2 separate regions of the Oryzias latipes genome follow, and region 1 is linked to region 2. A link is a contact called in public Hi-C data. All regions are on one chromosome and are shown on one strand. The core of a region is the stretch at or near the end of the contact, and the rest is flanking DNA. Distances in the headings are between cores, read along the strand shown.

The links. Hi-C and Micro-C count contacts between places; a contact is called where the count stands out from the background.
Region 1: a contact with region 2 is called in a Hi-C map of embryo, with 3 times the contacts expected there. The contact joins the promoter of LOC101155457 here to the promoter of cuedc2 in region 2. A contact is called at or near these places in 4 of 5 Hi-C or Micro-C datasets (embryo, fibroblasts and gastrula embryo).

Annotation. Positions count from the first base shown.
Region 1 is chr15:21,761,456-21,768,355 of ASM223467v1, forward strand. It overlaps LOC101155457 (carbohydrate sulfotransferase 3), which reads right to left and starts at 5,279. Exons shown (of 5, transcript XM_020709561.2): 1 at 4,914-5,279; 2 at 3,898-4,070; 3 at 2,351-2,516; 4 at 30-569. The coding sequence starts at 2,430.
Region 2 is chr15:21,587,333-21,593,803 of ASM223467v1, forward strand. It overlaps cuedc2 (CUE domain-containing protein 2), which reads right to left and starts at 3,858. Exons shown (of 9, transcript XM_023963040.1): 1 at 3,718-3,858; 2 at 3,064-3,146; 3 at 1,801-1,944; 4 at 1,654-1,715; 5 at 1,403-1,539; 6 at 1,125-1,292; 7 at 978-1,042; 8 at 840-900; 9 at 1-756. The coding sequence starts at 3,137. The coding sequence ends at 610.

The DNA.
Region 1 (6,900 bases), core at 4,029-6,528, 180 kb after region 2:
TAACAGATGGAAAAACAAGCAGGAAATACCTTTCAAAAACCTCCTTAATTTCAGGAGTGCAGACAGGTTCCTCACAGAGTGCCATACTAGACTCCCTGCGGAAAAGATCAGGAGTGACGTGGTCTTGAGGTGGGGGAGAAATGAACTTCTCAAGCGGAGAGAAGTCACAAAGGAAGAGTGCCTGGATTATATCCCGGTAGATCTCGGGCAACAATGTCCCGTTGTTTGCCTCCACATCTGGGAAAAGCATGCGCTCCACGTGCCACAGGGGCTCAAACAGGTAGAACATGCTCTCTCCATGCTGGTTGAAAAACTCTCCTACAAACGAAGAGCCCGTTCGTGTGGAGGCCATGAGTAGGACATGCTTGTGGTCTAAGCTGTTGCCTACGTTGTCCACCTCCTCGGGTTGTTCCTCTGAAAAATTTGAGAAATTTCCTTTGGTTGAAGGCAGTTTTGAAAGCAGCACTTTGAGAACTGTGAAGGAGCTTCTAGCTGTCGTGTTGCTGTAATCCTGAAGAGTCTCTGGAGTCTGGTGTGGATTGTGCATCTGGCTCAGCTTATCAGAGACCCTATGAGATGCAGAGAGCACATCAAAAATTATCCATAAACTTAATTTTCCATCGCATTTCTAAATGAAATAGTATGATTCTCTTTATAATAAAACTAGACTTCTCCCGCATCTGTAACGATACCAAATATTGACGGTAAATAAAGCTATACATTTTAAGGTGTTTAAACAGTTACAGCTGCTAATATTTACCTGGGAATTCAATCAGCACTAAAATTCTTCCGTTGAAACAGAAGTGATCTCCAAAAAACAGGGAAAAATAATTAACAGGGGTTCATAAACTGTGTCTGAGATAACACAACTAGAAAAAGGTTTAAAATTGTTTACCCCAGAAGATTGATAATGATCAAATATTAAAAAATATTGCCAACTGGAATTGCCTTTTGTCCTCATGGGACAAAGTGTCATTCATGTTTCCCCCTTAGGCTCAATTCATTGCATTGGCCTTGCTGATGTGGTATGCTGGTATGCAAACCTTTTGCCACATAAGGACATCATTTTGAAGGAGAAGACTCTTTATCATGAAGAAACTGAGCTCACTTCTGCGCAAATGGTCTCGCTCACAACTCTGTGGCGAGTTTCTGAATAATTCCTGCTGCTCTGCAGAAACAATGTCCTTGAAAATGAGACGGTTTTATTTTATTTTGGCTAAAAATGGTATAATCATACTTAAAAAAAACACTGGGATTGCTTTTACAATGGATCAAAAGATGATTAAGATGGGTGGGGCTTTAACTTGAGCTATTTAACTTTAATTTTTTGTTTGTTTGTTTCTTTTATCGTTTTAGGTAAAGCACTATGAATTCTCTTTGTAGAAAAATGTGCTACACAAATAAACTTGCCGTGCCTACAGAGATTGAAAAGTAAAATATTTAAAGAAACATAAGTGGAAATATTTAATATTAATAAATATTTATTTGTTATTTTTAAGAGTGAATTGCTCCTCTTCCTTTATGACCTTTAGCAGATCTAACATTTGTTTGGCATTTAGCTCAACTTTACATATACCAACTGAAAAGCTTCCTAATATTTAACCCTTGTGCTATTCTAGGCACTTTAACGTTGGGAGTTGGGTCATCTAGACCCACTAGACAGTGCACTGAACCATTTTTCTTCAATGATTTGTGATCTTCACTGGTGTCCATGGATTACATGAAATCTTTCCACCTTTATCCACCTTTGTCATGGTAGGGAGAACACGTCAATGTAAGGGTGGGGTCATCTAAGATAGCACTAGAGTTAAATGAAAACAAACAAACCCTTTAGAATGACCACAAAGTATGACTGTTTGGCTTATCATATAATCCATTTGACATATTATAAGTATTCTCCTTTTTGCTTTATCTTTTAACAAGCACTATAGGAGATGGATTCATGTGATTCATGGCGAGGGAGCATTACAGACAAATGGCGGAAGGGCAGTACAAGAGGAGGAAGTTAGTCCTGTTTTCAGCGTTTTTTGTGACTTGTCTTGCAACACTATTTCAAATCAGTTTAACATCAGTGCCTGAGACAAAACGGAGTTGCTCAACAAAAGAACATTAAAATAACGTTAAAAAAAATGTCATCAACCACCTTGAATCCATTGAATACCAAAAGAAAGTCTACACATGTTTGTAATTCAAAACATTGCGCTTGGATGGATTTGAAAACTCTGTCTGGGAAAGTTTAAATTAGAAACAAAGAATCGTGGACCCCATGTGGTGTGAGATATTGAACAGTGTTGAAAATCAACTGTGGTATCTCTTGCTCTGCATTTTACACTGTTCTTTATTCACTTACCTTGACAAAATACTGCTCTCCTTTTCAATGATAACCAGGGCCACAACACAGATGAAGAGGATGGCATACTTGGACTTCATTCTTAATTTCTGGCTTTCACATCGAAGGTCTACCGTCTAGTCTTTGCATTAGTCATAACTTCCCAAACACAGTTGAAAGCTTCATTCTGCAGTTAAGCAAAACACAAAAAATTCAAACTTAATATACAATTTCAAAATAAATAAAAACACATTTTTTGTTTTATAATTTATTTTTAAAAACTACTTAATGGTCAGTGTTGCTGGAAAGAAAAACAATGAATGTACAAAACAGCATTGAGTTTTTAAGATATTTTTGTTTTTCAAATTGTAAAGCATAAAAATGATATATGTCTTTTATGTACAGAAAGGTCAGACTTGAGTAAAAGGAATTTTTCTACAAACATTTTTAAATAGAGCCAGTGTTTAAAACAAGCAAAGCACTGAGTCTGAAGTCACAAAATTCCCCATTGACATCAAGCCAAAGTCAATTTCTAAATGCAAAAGGCTTCAACAGCAACAAGTCCCTTCAAGTAAATGACTAACAGACAAAATTCATTCCTGATGACCAGGTTTAACGGATTTGTGACAGTTGAAACCTGAGCCTCAGTGACACTGGAATCAGAACAAGACATTTTTTTTTAAGAAAGTAAACATTTTTCCACATGAGGAGAAAAGATATTCATATTTCTTCAGTCTTCCGACACCTATTTACACTGTGTCTAGCCTGAAATCATTCAAATTCACACATTGGTTCTCATTTTCATTCACATAAATAAATAAATATTTTGCTTCTAGTAGTTAGTTCTGAGAATCACCTCATTACCAAAGTTTAACACGCCACAACCTGACAAGCTGACACACTGACGCGCCTGAGATGAACATTTTTCCATATTTAAGAACCACTGGAGCGTTTTGCATATCTGACTCTTTGCTCATGCAGAAACACACATCACTCCAAATATCATCTCAGTGCAAATTGCATTAATGGCTGCCTTCAGAGCGCTGGAGCGTGGTGTTGAGAGCTGTATTCACACTGAAAGCTGTTCCAGCGGAGGTGTAAACAATTAGCTGTTATTTGCATTTGGATTTCTTCATTTAACTGAGGATACAGCAGTGGGGGCCCCTCTGTTCAACACCATGCGATCTTTTAGGGGGAGGGGCACCTATTCAAACCACAACCAGCTACTGAACAATGTGTAAAAAGACCACTGATGTGTGTGGGGCTTCAATGAATCTATGTGCGCTTAAATAACCGTATTTATTTAAAAATTGTGTGTAAACCGTTTTGATGTGCTCTGCCAACATATTTATTCTATATCATAACAACACAATGAAAACAAATTAGCACATTGGATTTGTGGTTAAAAAAACGGATTTAGATCAATAATTGCGCGTAATTGCGCATTTCTAGCCATGGTTACGAGCGCTGGATGTAAGCTCTCCGCGCAGCGCCTTCGGCTTCGCTCGCTGTGCATCACTTCCTGTCAGAATAAAAGAAGAGGTGAAGATGTAGCAAATGCAACAAACCTTCGGTTCTCTCGGTGCAGTGGAGCAAAGCGTTCCAGATTCGTGCAGAAGTGAGTTCTCCTCGCATCCTTCTGCCTTTTCCGAGGCGCGGACGGACACACTGCCTCATTGTGTCCGCGGGTTCCTCTCCTCTGCCGGATGCGGCGTTGAGCCGCCAAAGAGGCGTGGGGTATCTGAGAGCCCGAACACGAGGAGAAAAGTTACTTATATGTAACCGGAGCGGAGCCCGACGCAAAGTGTAGTGCAGAGTAACCAAAAGTTTGGGCTGCGGAGTTTTCTTCAGTGGAAAATGACCAGTATCCAATAACCAACAGTAAAAGTGAGCTGCTTATTTCCATGATTCAAGCCCCCACTCACTTTTCTGAAGGACGCCTTGTGCTTCTCAAATCACGTGACCCCGCATCCTTGAGAGTGAACACAGAGACCTCCTCAGTTCAAACTCCTTCACTGTTCGTTTAATGTTCACCCAAATTAAAACTTTCTGACCATTTAAAAAAAATGTATTCATTGCTCTGTTAATAAAACACTTGGGGGGAAAAAGCATATTTTCACGTATTCATCTATTATATTGTCTTGTGCATTTTGTGCAAGTGCATTTTAATTAAATATATTGAATTAAAATGTACTTGCACATTTTGGATCTTCTTTTTACATGTTATCAAAATCTGCTTTGTTATATAGTTTTATAATAAGCCAAAAAATCTGAGGGTTTGATAATATTTTAAGAAATTGCAGCTCAGAAAAGGAAAAGTGTTTTCTTTTGAATAGCACACCAGTAATAAACCACTTTATAGAGCATAAAATAAATTATAGCCAAAAAACAAACAAAAACAATAATTTTATTAAAAACAGAAAAAGCTAATTCAAAGCAGTGATTGATAGTCTTTTTTTTTAAAGAGGAGACATCTGTCATCTGAGGAGGACAAATCGGTTTTAGTCTGGATTAAAAGCTTGCTTTCAAAAAATTGGGGGGAGGAAACAGATTTTGGAAGCATTAAATTGAAACAATACTTAACCATGTTGAGTTCTGACTGAACACCAGGAGGCCTTTCCCTGAGCTCCAGAGTCTGAGGTGATTCGTTTGGGACCAACATGCCAGAGGTGCACTTTGGTCAGTTCAGGAGAGACACAAAGTTTGTGCAACAGGGCAGCAAAGACCTGAGGACCAGACTGATATGGAAGTATCTGTATATCATTATCTATGGTAAACCTTCATACTTGTAAAACTTACCTGTGTAAACAAGCTGGTTCGGTCCTAAAAGGTGGAAGCATTTCTGGATTTTAATCTTAGGTCTCTTCTATGCAAACATTTGTGAAGCATAATTATAAATGAAAGTAAAAACCAGAAATTCATTCATCTTCTTCTGTTTGTCCCTTTCGGGGTCACATGGCTGCCAGAGCCTATCCTGGCCACTTATGGGTGAAGGCAGGGGACACCCTGGACAGGCGCCAGTCTGTCGCAGGGTCACACATATCACAACACACACATTCACACCTATGGACAATTTGGAGTGACCAAGTAATCTATGAAGCATGTTTCTGGACAGTGGGAGGAAGCCGGAGTCTCCGGAGAAGACCCACACATGCACGGGGAGAACATGCAAACTCCACACAGAAAGGTCCCCCATTGTTGTTCTGTTTCCAGGTCCCCCAGCTGGGACTTGAACCAGGGGCACTTCTTGCTGTGAGGCAAGAGTGCTAACCACTATGCCACCGTGCAGCCTAGAACCAGAAATGCTTTTTCATTTTCAAAATGAAGCTGCATTTTTTTTTATTCTATCATTTAATTGTAATGATGCAGAAAAGGGTATTTGACATTTCATTTTTTTCTCAAGTAAATGTATAGCAAAATTCATTTAGAAATGTGTAATTTGACAATTAAAAAGGATTTACAGAAATGCTTTTTTCATTTTCACAATGTAACTACATCAAATGACTGGGAACCGGTTTAGCTCGTGCTGGTTTGCAGCGCCTTCCTTCCGTGAAACCAGGGTTCAAATCCGGGCTGCTCCCTGTTCCCTTCTGTACCTCTGTGCTGGTCCCAAGCCCGGTTGCTTTGAAAAGGTTGCATCAGGAAGGGCATCGGGCGTAAAACATTGCCAAGTTTACCATGCGATTTGTTTGCTGTGGCAACCCCTGATGGGAGGAGAAAGAAGAACTGCATCAAATTACTCAAAAATAAAATTAAAAATCAATACTTCAAAATGTTTTTTTCATTTTCTACTTAAAAACCGCTTATTCTGTGTCGTAATTAAAACGAAAATGCAGAGAGGGGATTGCATTTCCTATATTTTTTCTAAATTTTCCTTATAATTTGAATTAATTGACAGAATAAGCTACGTTGAAGTAGAAAAGGAAAAAGCATTTTGAAGGATTGCTTTTTCATTTAATTTTGAGTCAAAAAATGAAGCTTCATTTTGAAAATGAAAAAGCATTTCTGGTTTTGACTTTTATTTTTAATTGTACTTCACAAATGCTTCCATACTCTTGATGCAATGAAATTTTTTTCAAAAGTATTCACTTTAAGTTAATAGACCACTTTAGTTTCTAGTTCTTTGCACCCCTTTCCCAACAGCTCTATTTAATGCAGCAGTCTAAGGTTTTTGGAAATGTGGTTATTTCTGATCCACTGAATGGAAGCTTAATTTTGTGTTGCAGGAGTTGAACGCATCTGCTTTCAAACAGAACACATATATATCCCTGTTATCACTGCTTGGTCCAGTTTTAGAATTGAAAGACAGCAGTGCTTCAATGGGCTTAAAAGAGCATCCATTTCAAAATTGCACCACAAATTTGGTTTGCTGCATCTTAAACACACCTTCAATTCTTCAATTCTTTTCTACGTTCGGCTTTTTTTTAACGTCTGTATAGTTTGTCAAAAATGTTTTGCTTGACTACTTTATTAACCAATTTTATATAAAAATCTATTTTTCATGATTAAGCCTTTTTTAATTTAATGTAAATGTGTATTTGAAAAAACCTTGCTCTAACATTGTCTTTTTT
Region 2 (6,471 bases), core at 2,608-5,107:
CATATTTTTAAAATCATTTTCTTGCATAAAAAGTTACTAAAACTAAGTCTAAAGAAAGACTCCCTCACCCCTAATACTCTGATTTAAAAACAGGATCAAAAATGTTTGAGATGACACTGGAGAAAAAGAAAAGTAAAAATAACAAAACCAGTTATTTGATTATTCAGAAGTCCACAGCACCACAAGAGCTTACAAACATGACTATGGACCCATTAATAACTTGAAGACATGATTGCGAGTGTGGAAACAAAATAGTTTAGGGAAATAAGTAAAAGAAAAAAAACAGTCTCTAAGTGCAACATCAGACCTGCTGAAGTGACCAAAACAAATCCTGTTAGTCGGAAACAGAAACAAAAGTTATTCCAGCCACCAAACAATAAAGCTTCAAATGCTCATCAGGTTGACAGTTATGTGACTAACCTTTTTTAAATTTAAACCAAGGCATTTAATGGTAACAATATTGCAACATATGCAACTGCCACACAAAAAAATGTTAAGCTTTAACTGAAAAAAAAAGAGAAAAGAAATCGAGGCTAAAATGAAGCTAAAAAACAAACAAACCTGTAAACAACATTGTCATTAGCTGCTCTTCCAGTGTTCTGCACATCGTCAATGGAACCTGTACTTTCGTGCTGGTTTGAGACTGACGTATGTTTTCTTCATATCCTCAGTCTCATTTTTCTTTACAAGTTGATATCGCTCTCCCTTTGTAGTTACAACCTGGTTACCGTGGTAGCGAACTAGTTTCTTTGGAGCCTGCAAGAGAAAGTCAGTCGAGATGTTGAAATTTCAGAGCAGAAAAAGAAGCAGAAGCAGAAGTTAGCATAACGAAATCTTACGTCTTTGGGGGCAACAGGCCTGTGTATTTTTTTGTCTTCTTCCCTGTCCACTAGCATGTACCTATTAACAAAGAACAGGTTTGTTACTCCGCAAAGCGAGATCATAGTTCGGCTAAACTGTGATGCAGTTGAACTCACTTTTCCAGGATGCTTTCTTTTAGTTTTTGGTCTGCCACGGAGGAAATACTCTTTCCATGGTTGATCTTCAACAACCGGATAGCGTTAATTTAGTCCAATAATTTACAGAAGGTAAAAATAAAATTGCAATCTGTGTGCACAACTTACATTAGGAGGGGTGGGGCTGAGCTGGACATCGCCCTCTATGATAAGGCGCACAGCTTCCTCCATGTCTCCTTTGGCAATGGAGAGGGCGCTTCGAGCCTCAGACAAGCTGCACTTTGGAAACATCTCCAGCAGGTGCTTCTCCTGGGACTCCCACTCAGACACTGGGACCTGGACACAATTGTTTATAGTCCTTTATTAGGTCAGTCGAATAATGTCAGCAGCAGGACAATGTGGTGAGAAAACTGTAATACATCAGAAAAGTTAGTTGAAACGACAACCTTGGCAGTGGCGCCCTCTGTCTGTGTTTTAAGGCACAGCAGTTCTTGTCCTGGAGGATCGCTGTGCAGGCTGGTGAGTTTCTGGGAAGTTTGCTCTGACCTCGTATTAGGGGGATCATTTTCTCCTTCAGCTGAAACTGGGGAGAGCACAAAAAGGAAAATATCTGGCAAAAATTGCTCAACATCTAAATAAAAAAAAGTTTAAACAAACCAGACAACCCTCAATCTAAATAACAGACGACATGAAATACCTGTTGTCCGAGCAGTGGCAAGTTTTGAAGCCAGACTGAACATCATTTCACAAACCTTGACACTACAAGACAAAAAAGTTTGTATTATAAAATGAGACAGTGCTGTAACAGTCTGGCCTCGTTCCAAAAGCTTCAGGCGGGGTCTACCTATCAATTTCAGCGAATCCAGGAATGTAAGCTTCCAACATTTCTGCAAAGACCTCCACATCAAAGTTCTCTTCAACACTCTGCTGAGAGCCAAGGTCCTCCAAGACACCAGTGATGTAAGACAGAAGAACATCATCCAGTGTGCTACAATAATGGCAGGAAACATGTTAGTTGTTTTTCTCTAACAATATTTGCCTATGAAAGTATAAAAGCTCAATTATCTAGCAGTATTGTTTTGGATTTTGAGTATATATATATATATATATATATATATATATATATATATATATATATATATATATATATATATATATATATATATTTAACCCTTGTGCTATCTTAGCAGACCCCACCCTTACATTGGCGTGTTCTCCCTACCATGACAAAGGTGGATAAAGGTGGAAAGATTTCATGTAATCCATGGACACCAGTGAAGATCACAAATCATTGAAGAAAAAAGGTTCAGTACTCTGTCTAGTGGGTCTAGATGACCCTACCCCCAATGTTAAAATGCCTAGGACAGCACAAGGGATATATATATATATATATATATATATATAATTTTTTTTAACAAAAAGTGATGTTTGTTGAAGGCAACATATTTTTCCTGTTTTTAATGATCCTTTAAGTGCGTTAGAGATTTTATCATGACATGGGGTTAGTACATAGACAACTGGGGGCCAACTCTAAAGCGGTTCCAGTCTAACAAAGGGCCACACAGGGGACAAACATGATTATTAACCCAATCTTGTTTTTTTTTTTAAACTCCAGTTAGTCACAAAACAGAAATGCAATACTGGGCATATATTTTAAGAGCCACCTGAATGCCTATTTGGGGAGGTATTATGGGCATTTGGGAATATTTAGGATTTGCTCAGGCCAAGTCCTAAAGATCCGGGCATCTCTTCTTTAACCTGGCTCCAAAAAGTGGCAAATGGATGGATGGCAGAATTTATTCTTACATGATTTTATGTGTACATCTGCTACACAGGTTTTAAACTATGATTTAAAGGGGTATATGGCATAATAATAATAAAAAACTTTCAAACGGAACTTCCTAAAACTGTAAATATCTAATTATTGTACTTGACCTTTAAGTTTTATGCATAAAAATCTGATTTAAGGACAACAGTTACAAGGAAATCAGGTACAGTGTAATTTATATGATTTTCTCTGACAAACATATTAACGTGAATTTAGTGTGGTCCAGGGCGTTAGAGTTTGATGAACCATTAAGACAAGTGGAGTTGTTCAAGGGCTCACCTAATATCTGCATCAGGAATGTAAGTCTGGATAAATTCGTGCAGCGCACCGTGGATGATTTTGTGGAGGTCCATTGCGTTCTCCTGTCGAGCCACAGAGGAAATGAACAGAAATAAGAACCAGACAGAGGCGACTGCCAACTTTAAATAACCGATCCCGTCAGCTGTCATCCCAGCAAGACGTTAGGTAAGATCACACCTTAAAAGGCGGTGTTACAAAAGCTTTTTTTATATATACATTCCAAAAGGTAGTTGTGAAAGCGTAATGTGGATTGTAAACTCATCTTAAACGCAACAACACAAGACACATATATCTGTTTACTTTAAGCCCCAAGCACTGACTGACTGAGAGTTTTAGGTTCGGTGCAAAATGTTAGCCCAGAACTAAAGTAATTTCTCTAGCATCACTATCCAGTAATTTTTTAATGCAACCAGTATGTATTTAAAATTGAAATTTTGCTTTATTCAGTGTTGCAGTGTTTTTTTTTTATGCCAGCAAATAAATTACATTATTCAAACAAAAAAGGCAAGAACTGCACAGTTAGTACTAGTAGCAGTTAGCTAACAACAGCTGAGGCTGTACAGGCAAGCTAAAAGAAAGCAGCTACCGTGGTTATTAACATCACTATTAAGACTCACAATAGCAAAAACTTACCGCAAAAGAGGTCAGGTATTCATTAATCTTGGAAACAAGCCCCCAAATTTAAGAGGAGAGGCGAATGTGTGCAGTTGTCACTAAGGCTAGCTAATGTTTGTTATTAGCTCGCATTATTCAAAGCGTTCGTACGTCATTTCCGGTTAGTGTGAACACACGAGTGTTTCCATAAAACTGCAGCATTTCTGATCATACTAACCCAAGCATGACAATAAGAAGCTTACACACAAACTAGGAAAAATATTAGTGTTTTTTTCTTCGAAAATAAAGAATATTTAAAGGCCCTGCAGCCCTATGCAAATTATTGACAGACAAACCATTTCAAATTAAGATACTTCACAGTTCTGAAAAAGCCACTATTAGCCTATATGTAGTATTATTTAATAGTTTTTAATGTTAACTTTGTTATATTAACTTGATATTAAAATATTCCTACAATATGATAGCGTTTTAACATATTTTAGAGTTTAATGCCTCTTGTACTAAACTGCCCACAGCAAAAGTGTCTGTGTATTATTCATTAAACCCCAGCCCGTTAACTTAAATGTGGAGTTTCCAAAACATAACATAACATAACAATCTGAAAATCCTAAACATATACAATAGAAGTTTTGCTTGTTTCACCAGAGAGCTTTAAAAAAAAGAGAGACTTTCCACACAGTGAGATGAGATGTTACAGGAAATGTTTTGTACTACAAGGTCTGCTACAAGAAAAAAATTCAGCTTATTGAAATTTAATTTATGCTCATGCACTGCCACTGGCAAGAATGGAAATCTTGGAAGCAGTAAATGCATTTATTACATGAAAACGTATTCCACAAAATATATTACATGTGTAAAAATATTGAAAAAAATTGCTAAAGTACAGCTCATAAACTTGTTAATTATTATATTTTTCACATATGATTTCAAAATTCTTAAAAACAACAACAACTTTGCAATTCCATCCTTGAACCAACAAGGGGCGCTGCAGCCCCTTACATAAATCATACCAGTAGCAGGCAATAAAAGCATTGATTGCACTCACTTTAACTCGTTTTCATGTATTTATTTAGTTTAATTTTTTTCCTCTACCCTGCTCCTTTCTACCTTCGGTTTGTAAAAAGTCTACTCTCACTTAGACATTATCTTGCATCTTTTGCCACATCCATGCATAGTTGATGATCCAGGTGTTATCTGAGGCAGCATCAGTGATGCCATCAGAACCCGCTCTCAGTTACGTCTGCCTGTGTCGGTATTATAGCAGATATGTACCTGTTAATCATTAATGCTCCTTCAATTGTTTTCTTAGTCACATAGTGGTGTCCCTTGCCGACTGAAGTATTTCAACTGGAAATATAGTACACGTTCTAGATAAAAGACGCGGGAACACAGCGCAACTTGGCTGAACTCTTTTTGAACTTCTGAGCTCATGGCTAGACCGGTGGAGTTGAGGTAACAGCGGATGTTCTTCAGAAACAAAAAGCATATTTTTTCTGTCTGTCTGTGTTTAGTTTGAATTAATAACCTGCAAGCTACATCACCACACATTTTTTATATTTTTGTCACTAACTTGAGTTCCATTAAATCTTTTATAGCTACTGCTGCTAATAGAAAGTAGTTGAAGGCTCAATGAATACAGTGCAGAATTTATTTCTTAATTGTAAAATTTTTATTTATTTTTGTGATAATCTCTGGAGAATAGTCTGTGTCAACACAACCTGTCATTTTTAAAGCAAAACTAAATTGACACCAGGTGGCAGCATTGAGTTATGTGACAAGTCCAGCCCTTGTTGACGACCAGTCATGTTGGTATATTTTCTAGTTGATTATCAGTATCAAAATAAATCATATTTCAAAATATTCTTCCCAATTTTAAAAGTATCTGATATTGAAATTGTGAAAATATTATGCTTAAATTTGATGTACTGAAATCGGTGGAAACCAAGCATATATAATAAGTATGGAATGGAACTTTTACCTTTTTTCAGAAAAGTATAAAGATTTGAGACATTTACGCTTGAACAGGCAAAAATATTCTTTTGTGGAGTTATTAGGTAGGGCCTTCACAACTTTCAACTACTGTTAAAATACATTTTTTCTTACCTTTAACATAGTATTTTTGAAGTTTTGCATGGTTAATCTAGCACTATAGTAAGCCGAACTTTACTAAAGTAGTTTAAAAAAAAACCTTTACATTTCTCTACATTTTTTCTTGACCTAAAAAGGTTTAATTTCTCTGGCAAATACATGTTTTCGAGATTGTTTAGCACATGTGTGGCTTACAGATATAAAATCATTTAATATAATTTTATATTCTATAATAACACACTTTATTAAAGTTTTAAATTGATTTTGATAAATTGAAAAGAACACTTGAAGGAAATTGACTTTATAATTAATGCCTTTCTTTTTAAAAGTGAATAAAAGAGTTTCATAATGATTCATTAAAATCTTTTTATATTAGACTATCAGTGAAAGTCAGAGTTTAATCCGAGCTCTTGGCATGTTTATACTTTTTTTTTGCTTCTGCGCACCACGGCACGATCAAGCATGTCATGCAACAATGTCCCGGCAGGACACATAATGTGGATATTGTACTGGTGGCACAGATTTCCATTTTCACACAGACAATGAGAACTGGGGGTTTGCTGAGAGGGGAAAAAAAAAGTTTCACAGTTCTCATTTAACCCACAAAGAAAAAAAAAGATTTTCTGCTAAATGAATTGTTCAGGTTATGACAATATGTTCAAAAATCAGTTTAATATGCTGTGC